2 separate regions of the Sus scrofa genome follow, and region 1 is linked to region 2. Evidence: chromatin contacts called from public Hi-C data. All regions are on one chromosome and are shown on one strand. The core of a region is the stretch at or near the end of the contact, and the rest is flanking DNA. Distances in the headings are between cores, read along the strand shown.

Region 1 (6,403 bases), core at 3,591-6,090, 340 kb after region 2:
AGAGCAGAAAGGCCTCCCGAAGGCTGTGTGCATTCCAGGCCCTGCAGTCCGTTTGCTCTGTGCTCGCCTGACCTCAATCCCAAGCGGCTGAAGCAGGCGCTGTTTTCCAGTCAGCAGGACTGAAGTGTAATTTGCATGCCCCCAAGGTGCACCCACCCTTTATTGTCTTTTTAGGGCCGCACCCAGGGCATAGGGAAGTTCCCAGGCTGGGGTCGAATTGGAGCTGCAGCTGTTGGCCTGCGCCACAGCCACAGCCACACTAGATCTGAGCCACATCTGTGACCTACACCACAGCTCACAGCAATGCGGGATCCTTAACCCACAGAGCGAGGCCAGGGATCGAACCCGAGTCCTCATGAATACTAGTCTTAAACCGCTGAGCATCAGTGGGAACTCCAAGGATGCTTTTTAAGGATCTGATTCGATGAATTTTAGCAACTGCCTACCAGGGGAACCAAACCCCAATCGACAGAGAATATTTCTGCAAACACACAGCTTCTTCCCGCCTGTCAGTCCCACTAACGAGTCTTTTGTCTTTTCTGGGACAATGTCAGATATCACCTTATACATTTTAACTGTCCTGTATTTGCTGAAAAACAGAAGTTTCTGATTATACACAACTTGGTACCCTTCTTTGTTAAGTTCACAGAAAACCTAGAATTAAAACATCAGCTTTTGAGAATTGTACACCTCTGGAAGGAAATGGTATGAAAATCAGAGGAAGGAAAGACTGATCACAGGGTCCCACCTCCCCCGGGGGTAGGGGGGTGGGGTTTGTAGAGACTCCACTGTCCCCCAGGGCATGTAGCCTGCTGATGATAAGGGTCAGGGCAGGCTTGCCACGTAGACACCCGCAGACAGTCAAATACATTCTTACTGGGAAGTCAGGGTGCTCGTGTGTGTTTGTGTAAGTGCACGCGGGCATGCAAACACACACACACAAACCCCCCATATGGAAAAAAGCCGGCTCCTCTAGCTGAAGCTCCAGTGACTAAGGAGACAGACTCGACTCAGCAGAGCAGGTTTCTGAAGGAGGCAAGTCCCATAAACCCCGCGGCTCTGAGGGAGATGCTGCGTGGCTCTGGGCACTTTCTGCCCACAGCTCCCGTGCCCCGTGAAGCCACGCTGGCAGCGATGGGAGCCACACTGCCTGTTCCCCTCTCCGAGGCCACCGTGCGGGAAAACTGGGCAGGACGGGGGGCCCACTCCGTGTGACACTCTCTCCATCTCCGGGGGTCGCTGTGGGCTCAGGTTGCTGGTGGCAGGACGGCCTCTGAGGTGGGCCGTGGGCACCAGGGTGAGCCTTTCTCAGGAATTCCAGGAGGAGCCCAGCTCTGCATAGAGTTTTATGAAAAAGTCAGAAAGGGCCTGGCTTCTGCTCTCCAGCTCAGCGGGAGAGCTCAGGTGCGCTTGTGTCACAAGCCAGGGGCTTTCCTGACTCCGCTGCAGGTCCCTTCCGTCAGCCGGTGCCTTGTCCCACGTGCTTTCACACGCAATCCGCTGTCCACTACAGTAGAGCCCAGGTTAGAAGGTTGTGTCAGACGAGGGATTAGCTGTGTGTGGAGACGGCCCTCAAACAGCCTTGGTGATGAAGAGACTCAGTTTCTGAAAGGCAGGTCATTGGGATTTTAATACGTCCCAGCACCTGTCAAGAAAGCTGCAGGTGTGACAGATTCCCGCCAGTTAAGAAGTAGCAGTAATGATCCACATGCGGACAGAGACTCACAAGCAGGACCCGAACCGAACCGAACCTGTCGTGTCTCCCTTCCCTCCGATCGGCCGTCGTTCTCCAACCTTCCGCTGCACCGCCACACATGAGACCCGCAGACAAGCAGCCCTGGGCAGTGTCTGCTGCTGTCTGCAAACTGAGTTGCAGGATCGAGGGAAATATTTTCAAGGGAGGATAATGAGCGGTAGAATATATTTACCCTGCAGGTGCACGTGCTGGGAAAGGAATGCTGCCCCTCATTGTGAAGTTCGGAAGCAGGTGCAGGAAACAAGGATGAGTATTTTTTATCGCAACTGTGTTCCCGCGCCAGAGTGTAAGTGACGTGACCACAAGTGTGACCCCACGCGGGGAAGGGAAGCTCTTTCCAACTGAGACCAATGACATGTCCACCAGCCCGCGTGCGTTTCCCGAGCAGTGGAATCTTCTCCCTCGTGATCTCTTTACAGACGGGTCCCCTGGTTTCTGCGGGGGGACAGTTGCACGTCCCAAAACTTTAAGATCACAGGCACATGGGGATGGTCAGTCGTGAAGACCCCTGCGCTTTCAGCTGCAGGTTTTTGTCCGGCTGGTTGGGACTCCTTCCTGCACCGAGGTGGGGGGGACTCTCCAGGAGGGACAATGACGTCACAGCGGCCTGAGCCAGCTCATCCGCCTTCCGGTTCCGGAACTTGGCTTGGGGTCGGGACCGTGCTCAGCACAGACAGAACTGAACCCTTCTCGTGGGTCAGAAGCCCCGAGTGCATGTTCCCTTTGGCTTACTTTAGCTCTGTTTTTCTCGGGTGCTTGCCAGTAAACAGTTCTCCAGACAGACTCCCAGGCATTTGGTTCTTGAGAAGAAACATGAGAGAGAAGCACGATGTGCTGGTGAAGTCGAGCCTCTCAGGTCCCTGCCCTCCCTGGGGTCGAAGAAGGACAGAGAGCAGGCCCTCCGCGGCCTCGGCTTCAGTCCTGTAAGACTCAGGTCTAGGGCTGGACAAATCGGTGAGCCTCCAGGCCAGAGCATTCTGAAGCTGATGCGTGAGAAGACACGAAGAGCTGGAAAATCCCACTTCGATGTTTATATTCCCACCAAAAAGCAAGCCCAGGGCACCACTGGGAACCTCTCCAGAGCTAATCTGGTGGTGGTGGCGGGGGCACCCTTTCGTATGGGCAATCGGAAAAGCGCTACCCAAAACGTAACTGTGATTGGCACATAGTGCCCCCCTATCTGATATACCGGCCACTTCCATGTTCCAATGCGTTGTTCCTCTTTGGGCAAAATTCCTACGTGTTGCAGTGTCATGTCTAAGCCGGCCGACAGTAACACCAAGGATAAATGCATCACCGAACTTGAGAAGTGTGTAACAGAGTTTAACAAAGGCACCGATCCTTTTACCCTTCTGCCACCATGGGGTGGGGTCCGTGCCTCTCCTTTTGACCCTGGTGATGCGTGATGTCTCCGACCACAGCTTACGATGATCATGAGCCTGCAGGACCTCGGAAGTGCATCTGAGAAGGTCATGCACCCCAGTGTGGTTTGCTCAGAACGTCCGCCCTGGGGAGGCTGGAAGTCTAGCTCTGCAGGGCCTGCTGTCCTGGGGGGACACCTGCAACTGCTCCAGGCAGCAGCCCCGGCTGAGCTGGTGGCCAGCGTGCAACCCTGAGCCACCTGAACCTCCAGCCCGGTTGGCCCTCGGGGAACAGCAGCCCTGGCCAATGTCCAGCTGCAAGGGCATGGGGGGCCCCGTGGGAGCTCCGCACGCTGGAGCCCACCACAAATTCCTGGCCCCCAAAGTCGCCAGAAAAAGCTGCTACAGGTGAGAGTCCCCTGTGTCAGGGCAGCGGTGTTTGACCGTCTACCGTCAAACAGACGTAGACCCAGGAGCACAGCAAGGATGCTCCTTTAACTGAGGTGACTCCAGAGCCACCAGTGGGTGCCCGTGGCATCCAGCTCCCTGCATCTCTTTTAAGCAAACATGGCATTTGGGCAGAACAGGTAAAGGCAGCAGTGCTCTTCCTAGAAAGTGTCAGCGTGAGCCTGGCTTAATTCTGCAGCCACCTGTCCTGCAGCTCCAAGGTCAAAGCGACCCACGGCAGAGGTGGGTTCTCCTCTTGATCCCAACGACCAGGGCTTGGGGCTGCATCCTTTTGAAGGTGTAACAAACGAAGTCACTGAAGCCTGCCGAGCACGCTCACCGGCAGATGTTCACGAAACCCACACAGAGGTGCATTTTTCACCGCGTGATTCACACTCGAGTGAGGAAGCGTGTAAGGAAAACCAGATCCGTAGACGCTTTTAAAATAGTCCCTTTTTTCTCTGCATCTTCGCAGGGACTCAGAGGAAAACAGGAAACTCCTGTGTTCATCGGCTCTGCACGAGAAACTTGGGCAGCAAAGACCTGGCTGTGAGGAAGGTAGCAGAGGTCTCCCAGGGCGCCTCAGGCTGTACCTAAGTCACATCGGGAAATGGCCTGAGGATTCCCTTCTGCTCCAGCACCGAGAGCGTGTGACTCAGATGCTCCACAGATTAAAACTGAATATAGTGGTAGCGTTTTATTTTATTTTTATTGCTTTTTAGGGTTGTACCTGCAGCATATGGAGGTTCCCAGGCTAGGGGTCGAATCAGAGCTGCAGCTGTGACCTACACCACAGCTCATGGCAACACCAGATATTAACCCCCTGAGCGAGACCAGGGATTGACTCCGTATCTTCATGGATCCTAGTCAGGTTCATAACCCACTGAGCCACAGCAGGAGCTCCTAATGATAATGGTTTAAGTGCCCCTGTGAATCTGGCCAATGGCACCAAATTAAGCTGTGGAACTGCCCAACCACAGAAGGCAGGTGGTCCAGGTTCCCAGCGCAGAGCAGGTAGGGCCTGATGTGTCCTGAGGGCAGGAATTGTCTGGGTCAAGACGCAACGGGGTCCGTTAGGCTCCTGCTCAGGGGGGTCAACAGCCCTCAGGCCTGCGACCGGGCACTGAAAGTTACCAGCTCCATGTTTGGAGGTTTGTCTATTTCCAGTCAAGCCCTGGGTTTCTCTCACACGTAAAGGGGGAGCCATTCCACACAAGAGGGGATGCCTTTTAATTCCAACAGAGCATGTTTCTGCCCAACCCAAGGGCAGCCAGGACTGGGATGCCCCTGCATGTGGGCCCTGCCATTGTTGAAAGCCAGCGGTGAAGCCCTTATCATCGGCTATAGGCAGACTCACAGCATGTGTGCTCTGCGTCACCTCCCAGCACAGCTGGTGGCTGTGGGAAGCAGGCCTGGGCAGATGGAGACGGAGGCTCTTGGTGGAGAAGTGAGAGCCCCAGGCCAGAAAGTAAACTTGCACCTGCCCCATGACAGACTCTCAGACAGAGCTGCTCTCTTTAGTTACCCCCCCACACGCGGTCACTTCCAGGTGGTTCCCTGCCAGGCATAAAAGGGGGCAGCAGGAGAGAGAGGTCCCTGAGGGTGTTGTTTTGGTCCATGCTCTAATCCAAGATGGTGAATGGCCACTGAGAGGGACCCCAGCACGTAGGTTATGAGTGTTTATGGAACATACAGCATCTACGGGGAATACGCTGATGCCCCCCAGTCCTCCACGCAAGTCGAGAAGGAGCTGATCCAGGAGCCCAGATGGCAGGTAAGCCCGTCAGAGCTCTAGAACAGGTGTCCTGGTGAGTCCACCTTTGAGTTTCGAGTCAACCTCAAGCCCATTCTGTAAATAAACAGCTCAAACAAAACAAAACAAGAAAGGAGTTCCCGCCATGGCTCAGCAGTAACGAACCCGACTAGTATTCATGAGGATGTGTTTTTGATCCCTGGCCTCGCTCTGTGGGTTAAAGATCCGGTGTTGCCATGAGCTCAGGTGTACGTCGCAGATGCAGCTCAGGTCCTGCATTGCTGTGCCTGTGGCGCAGGCCAGCCACTAAAGCTCCGGTTCAACCCATAGCCTGGGAACCTCCATAGGCCACATGCGCCGCCCCAAAAAGCAGAAAAAAAAAAAAAAAAAGCTCAAACAGGAATCATAAATAAAAGGGAAAGAAACACTGCTGTTCTTTCCTATACTTTTAGATGTACGGGAAAGTTTATTTTAATTAATTGATGTTCACAAAGATTTTTTAAAAATTAGTGTTTATAGAAGTTCCCTGGTGACTCATCGGAGGAAGGATCCAGCCTTGTCCCTGCTGTGGCTCAGGTCGCTACTGTCGTGTGGGTTTGACCCCTGGCCCAGGAACTTCTGCATGCCATGGGCAAGGCCAAAAAAATTTTAGGTCAATAAATAAACAAAATTAATTAATGCCCACAAGTATATTTATCGTAAAGCCCAGCAATATCCGTGTTTAAGGAATCTGAGGTCACACACACTACGAGTAGAGTCCCAACCATGACAGAATTTCAGAGAGGGGTGGCTTTCTCACATTACAACCCAGCCCCACACGAATTCTGTTCAGCCCTCCCAAAGCACCGTATTATCCCGGAGGAGAATTATTGCAGGAATGAGAAGGGTTACTATGGTGATGGGGGGGGGCTGTGTCAATAAAACAAACCCAAGCCACCGATGTAGAGGAGGATGGCATTTGAAATGTCCTGATAACCATCTGCACGATGCCAGGTGACCAGCACAGGGAAGGGGCCCGTTTGCCAGCACAACCAGGAGCCAGCAGGTCATGTGTACTTTGGGATCCCAGGGGATCTGCAATTGCCA
Region 2 (6,270 bases), core at 3,187-5,686:
ATAACAGCACTGCAGCAGCAGACGGACGGAGCTGAGGCTTCTCTGTCCCCAGGTGCCTGCAGCAGCAGGAGCACCGTTGACAGTGAGCTCGGGACTGAGGGCACCTCTGTGCTGTCCCTCCGGCTCCTCCCCAAGAAGACTGTGGATAAATGAACAGGGAGAGCTCCTGACACCAGTGGCAACTGGCCTGCAACTAAAAATACGTCCACTTTGGCAACGAGCATCCATCAAAGAGTAAAGACACGTATCCGTACTGACTCTGCCGCCCCAGCCCTGAGACCGTCCCAGAAATGAGCCTCCCGAGGAAGCACAGGAAACAGAGCGGTGTTTCTTCCCCCAAGAGAATTTTTTGTTCGCCATCTCCAAACTAAAGTCATTTGCTTAACCTTCTTATAATAAATGAAAGAGCTGCCTTTGTCGATAAAGGCATGCCTTCATTTTCAGTGCTATGGTTTTAAGTGTTTCAAAGCATCTCATTATTTGCAGAAACCACTACCTGGACCTTTCTCTTTGCGTGTCCTGCACACAGGCATGCACTTGGATGCACCTGCTCAGATCTACCTCCCTCTCTCTGGAGAGAGAAAACCGACTTTTATACACCAGCAAAAGGAGATCTTACTTCCTAGACGCGCACCTGCTAGCAGATGATTCTACGCACACGTCGGCCTTGAGCCTGGGTTTGAAATTGGAAGGTTTGTTTCAAACCGAGGCTTGTGAAAATGGACAGAGAAATGAACTGACTTTTCTTCCCCTCACCTCCTGTAGAAGGACATACTGTTTTTCCAGCACAGCAGGAAAAGGTTATATTATCAACAGAGGTGCTGTGACCATTCTTATTAAGCTCTTAAGTATTCAGGTTTTCTTGAGTGGCTTTTATATGCAAGGCTTGCAGAATATGATGAAACATAAATATTTACATAATAAAACATCCTCTTGCTTTAGAAAAGTCTGTTATGAAGAACAGAGAGCCAGACATTCAACCCCACCCTGACAGCTTTGGTAATACATCCTTTAATTATCTTCATCCTATTTCCTTTTTCTCTCCTGAGATTTTCCCTTCCAGAGCTCAAAACTGGCCCAAAGCCACCTGGGACTGTAAACATCTTCCCCGAGGATGTTTTACCCTGGGCTGTTAGATGCCTTCCGTGCAATCGGCTCACGGGAATCAAGCCTCCACCCACCCAGCTGCTGCCTGATGCACTGAACCCGGTGTAATGAAGGGGTCTAGACTGCCCTCCGCCTTATTTCTGTGAACCCCTGCTTCCTTCCTTTCCATCGCCTGAAGGGTGGGTTCCTACCCATGTTTCTGTCCTTTTACTTTCTTGGCCCGCTCCCATCTTAGGCTGAGTTGCTCAGGAGACCTTGGGGCCAGGTATTTATTGTAGAAATTCTGCGGGGAGAAACCAACTGGTCTGTGAGTGAGGGGCTCTCAGAAGGAGCAGGGTATGGGTGAGGCGCACACGCTCATGACCCCACAGTGGGGCGTCTGTGCTCTGGGTCAGCTCAGTCCCGGGGGTGGGGGGAGATGTGGGCTCCGGGCAGGGCAGCCCTAGGAAGAGGGTCCTTAAGCTGCCCAGCACAGAGGGGCCGGAGACTCATGGCCTGCTGGTGACAGGGCTGGGGCTCTGACGGCAGGACGGGGTCTGCCCGCTCTCTGTTGGAGTCTCTTCGGTTGGCCAACACATCCACTTTGGGCTCTTTTTTCACTCAGTAAATTCCTTCGTGATAGTGCATTTTACCTTATATAGAAGTGCAGTGCGAGAACCCTCTCCTAGTATCTCATATTTAACGTGGACCGTTCATCCGTCATGCTTCTATTTATAGCATTTCCCCCCAGGAATGTGTAACAAAACTCAGAAAACTGTAAGAAGGCTGAAAAGTGCTCCTGTTTTTATCCCAGCCGCCAACACCAATCTACTAAAATAAGGGCACAAATGATGTTTAAAGTTTAGCTTGTAAATTTTCTTTGAAAAATAGAGAAAGGACGATGAGCAGGAAGAGCAAGGCAGAGATTTTTTTCTAATTGGATGTTGACGACAAATTGAAGACGTCGTCTTGAGGAGATGGAGAAAGTGGGGAAGACTCGATGTTCATTGCGCGTCTCCTGAGTGGGTGCACAGAAGGGACCCCGTTCAGTCGGCACACCTCTCACGGGTGAATTGAACTGAACTCTCTCTTTCCTTGAGGAACAAACTAAGGTTTAAATTAAAGAGCGGGTCCAAAGTCACATAGCTTGTAGGAAAGAAAGTGAGATTCAGATCTGGGTTTTCCTTGCTCAAAAGCGGCAATTTGTGCTTTTTACACTATTTGCATCGTAAATAACTCATGGAGAGGAAAATAGATACTGAAAAGACAAAAAAAATATATCACCCCAGAGCCAAGTTTTTGAGTCTTGTTGCTTTGCCCAAACCAAAATAAACTAGGTACCTAAAATAACCTTTAGTTCTGTCAAACTGACAGAATCTTTAGTTCTGTCAGAACGATCTACTTAAAATCATGTGTTTTTACCATAAAATACGATAATCCCTGAGCCATGATTGAGAACTGTGTTACACACACTTTCATTAAGCAAAAAATTATTAGGCATTTACTGTGTCCTCTGGGGAGTAGGGATAAGAGGACGATGAAGCAGGATCTCTGCCATCAAAAGAGCTTAGTCTGCAGGAGTTGGAACCCAGTCCGTTCACTGAAATGCTGTAGGCTGAGACCGAGGATGCGCTTTGTGCTGGCAGAGCGCTAGCAAAGGAACGGGCGGGTCTGCGTGGAGTGACTAGAGGGTGGTGTTTACTAAAGTTTTACGGGGGAAAAAAGCGAGTCCTCTGACCACCTCGAGGAGGAGGAGAACCTGTAGGCGGGGTTCAGCTTGACTCGTGTCCAGAATTGGAAGTGGGCACGGCCCGTCCTGGGGCCGCCGTTCGACAGGGCACAGCAGTAACGGTCCCATTCAGTCTGTAGCCAAAGGAGTTCATTACGTAGACTGCCCAAAGGGGGATAATTTGCCTTTTTTTTTTTTTTTTTTGGTCTTTTTGTCTTTTCTAGGGCCCCTCCTGTGGCACATGGAGGTTCCCAGGCTAGGGGTCAAATTGGAGCTGTAGCCACCAGGCTACACCACATGCACAGCAACGCTGGATCCGAGCCGCATCTGCGACCCACACCACAGCTCACGGCAATGCCAGATCCTTAACCCACTGAGTGAGGCCAGGGATCGACCCCACAACCTCATGGTTCCTCGTCAGCTTCGTTAACCACTGAGCCATGACGGGAACTCCGATAATTTGCTCTTTTGTATATGTTTGTTTATCAAACTATTGAAGTAAAAACACCTACAGGAAAGTGAACAGGTTATGTGAACAGCTGACTGAATGTCACAAAGGGCACTGTCCTGTGTCACCACCAGGCCAACAAAAGGCACGTGGTGGAGCTCCCACTGTGGCTCATCCAGTTAAGAGCCTAACGTCCATGAGGATGTGGGTTCAATCCCTGGCCTCGCTCAGCTGGTCTGGCATCCAGTGTTGCTGTGAGCTGTGGTGTAGGTCACAGACGTGGCTCGGATCCCGTGTTGCTGTGGCTGTGGTGTTGGCTGGCGGCTACAGCTCCGATTAGACCCCTGGCCTGGGAACCTCCATATGCTGCGGGTACAGCCCTAAAAAGACCAGGAAGAAAGCACACTTTCTCCCATCACCCCGTCGCCACATCCTCAGGGGCATACATTGGCCATGCACTGAGAAAAGACACCGAATCGTGACCAGCAGCTGATAAGGGCCACGCAGGGCTGCGCCTCTGGGTGTGAGGTGTCCCCCATGTGGGCGCTGTCGGCCCGCCTGGTGGATCGGCCAAGCCGGGGCTCCTCAGACCCAAGGATCGGAGTCGCCAGCCCCTTTCCCTGTGCGCAGAGGCAGTGTTGGGAGGGTTTTACCGCAAGGGCCCAGGCGAAGGCAGGTTTCCAAGATTCCTCTGCCTGGCGAGGATGCAGAGCACACACAGGGCCTCTCAGCCTCTGTACTGTTGATACTTTGGAGCAGCGGTGCTTGGCCAGGGGGTGCTGTCCTGGGCACCTTAGGATATTTAGCAGCATGCCCTGCCTGCTGGATGCCGGTCATGTGTTCCCCGGGTGTGACAGTCAAAAACGCCTCGGGACATCGTGACTGCCCCTGGGTGGCAGGCACATCACCACCATTGAGAAAGGCTGCTTTGGGAGACGCTTCCAGTGATGGAGGGATTTATTTTGGACAGGAAAACATTTCCTACCTCCCTTTTCCACTTTTTAATAAGTTGCTGCCACATGGAGCCCAAGGAGAGCCTCAGCTGGTTTCTTAGTTTTGTGAATTCTCCCTCCTCCGTTTGCAAAGTCCGGAAGGGCTGAGAGCTGGCTCTTGTGTTCAGCGTCCAGCCGCGGAGCTGAGTTTTTGCAAAGCTGGACGGAAAGGGCGCCCCGAGTCCCTTGGTTGGACCCAGGGGCCGTTTCCAAGATACTTTACATCCGTGTGGGGAAAATTGCATCAGAATAGTCCACATAAAAAGGCCGAGCTGCATGACTCATTTCGGAAGAGTCGTTCAAAAAGTGAGCCCTGGTTTAAAAATTCCCATTTTTATTTTTATCCAGGACTCTGATCCTTCCCTCTGGAGATAAATGATTCCCTCTCAGAGGGGAAATCAGAAACAGTTTAATCTTGGGCTGCCATTGCTCGAAACTATTCCACCTCTGTGAACTCATTTCGTATTTTAAGCTCTCAAAAAAGAACGGAAGGATTTAGCAAACTCCCACGTGACCGCGTGCTGCTAAGGGAACAACTTGTCATTTGAAAATTGTCTACCTTTCTGAGAAGACACCCAGTATCACCTGCCTTGGGACAGACACAGAGCAGGGCACACTGTGCTTTGATCTAGTCCAATATTTATCATTCAATGAGCACAAGTATTTATTCATTTATGGAAAATACTTTTATTGGGACCACTTTTGCCTAGAAATTATCACCAACACTGGGGATGATTCTTTGAATGAAGGTGAAATGCCTTCGGTGGGTTGGGAACAGAAATCCTTGCTCAGAGGCTGGGGCGCTCCTCTGTGAAGGTCGCAGTATGGGGGTTCAGGGCCTGGCAAGGCTCTTGTGGAATCCAAGCAGGAAAAGCTGGCCAGACAAATGTGGGGGCAAGAGTTTTGGGCAAACCCCACAGGTGCCACCGTAAAGGTGTCCCCATTGTAAGGGTTAGGGTTTGGGTTAAGGTTAGGGTTTGGGTTAGGGTTTGGGTTAAGGTTAGGGTTTGGGTTAGGGTTTGGGTTAGGGTTAGGGTTTGGGTTAAGGTTAGGGTTTGGTTTAGGGTTAGGGTTTCCGTTAGGGTTAGGGGTTGGGTTAGGCTTAGGGTTAGGGTTTGGGTTAGGTTTCAGGTTAGAGCAGCACTTGCTTAGGGAGCAAGTACCGTATTTTGCATTTCTTTTGCTGGTACAGATGCTGTCGGTGACAATCTGCTCCATCACCTGCACAGAGTAACGTCTTCTTAGAGCAGATTTTTATTTTGGGGGCCACATCCATGGCATATGGAAGTTCCCAGTCTAGGGGTCAAATCAGAGTTGTAGCTGCCAGCCCTCGCCACAGCCACAGCAACAGCAAATGTGAGCGCATCTGTCACCTACACTACAGCTCATGGCAACACCAGATCCTTAATCCACTGAATGAATCCAGGGATCGATCCTGTGTCCTCACGGATACTAGTCAGATTCGTCTCTGCTGATCCAGGACGGGAGTTCCTTCTTAGAACAGATTTTTAACATCTTCCCTACATCAGAATGCTGGTGGTTTTTTGGGGATCAGTAGTCAGCAAGTCTGGATGTTGCTGTCACAACCTAGGCAGTTGGTCCCCGACTCTTCCCAGGCCATTGGCTTTCTGTGTTCAGCCTCAAAGCAAGAACAGCACTGGGAACGCGCCAGGCACCCCGGCCATCCTGGTTGGGCTTCCCTCTCCTCTCGGGGCTCTTCCCCCCCAGGCCCTCGGGCAGTGACCTGGGAAGGCCAGGGAGATCACGGTGCCAGAGGGGAGTCACCGAGTGAGACCTGCTCACCTGCAGGGCAGGCCTGCCCCTCCGCAGGCCGCAGCGAGATCTGCGAAGCTGGTCCTAACCAGCCCAATAGCCCATTGTGACCTGTGCTGACTGACCCCCAAGACATGCCACTTTCCCAGGGACTTTCAAGTACATTGTCACAACTCCGAAATAGCCACAGGATCGGTTCTATTCCTATATTTGAGTTGAGAACACCAAAGTTTCTTAAAATT

What was found. Hi-C and Micro-C count contacts between places; a contact is called where the count stands out from the background.
Region 1: a Hi-C map of retroperitoneal adipose tissue shows a contact between it and region 2, with 2.4 times the contacts expected there. The contact joins two enhancer-like sites. A contact is called at or near these places in 5 of 47 Hi-C or Micro-C datasets (mesenteric adipose tissue, retroperitoneal adipose tissue, skeletal muscle and 1 more) and 2 of 2 datasets of contacts at active chromatin or transcription factors (alveolar macrophages and skeletal muscle).

What each region holds. Positions count from the first base shown.
Region 1 is chr10:66,463,136-66,469,538 of Sscrofa11.1, forward strand. No RefSeq gene overlaps it. Among named protein-coding and RNA genes, the nearest start is that of KLF6, 22 kb to the right of the region's middle. Within about 2 kb of position 4,841, at least 2 of the 83 cell types and tissues checked have an H3K27ac peak or open chromatin away from gene starts, as enhancers often do. A contact at or near this core is called in retroperitoneal adipose tissue, where this site is marked.
Region 2 is chr10:66,127,500-66,133,769 of Sscrofa11.1, forward strand. No RefSeq gene overlaps it. Among named protein-coding and RNA genes, the nearest start is that of KLF6, 360 kb to the right of the region's middle. Within about 2 kb of position 4,437, at least 16 of the 83 cell types and tissues checked have an H3K27ac peak or open chromatin away from gene starts, as enhancers often do. A contact at or near this core is called in retroperitoneal adipose tissue, where this site is marked.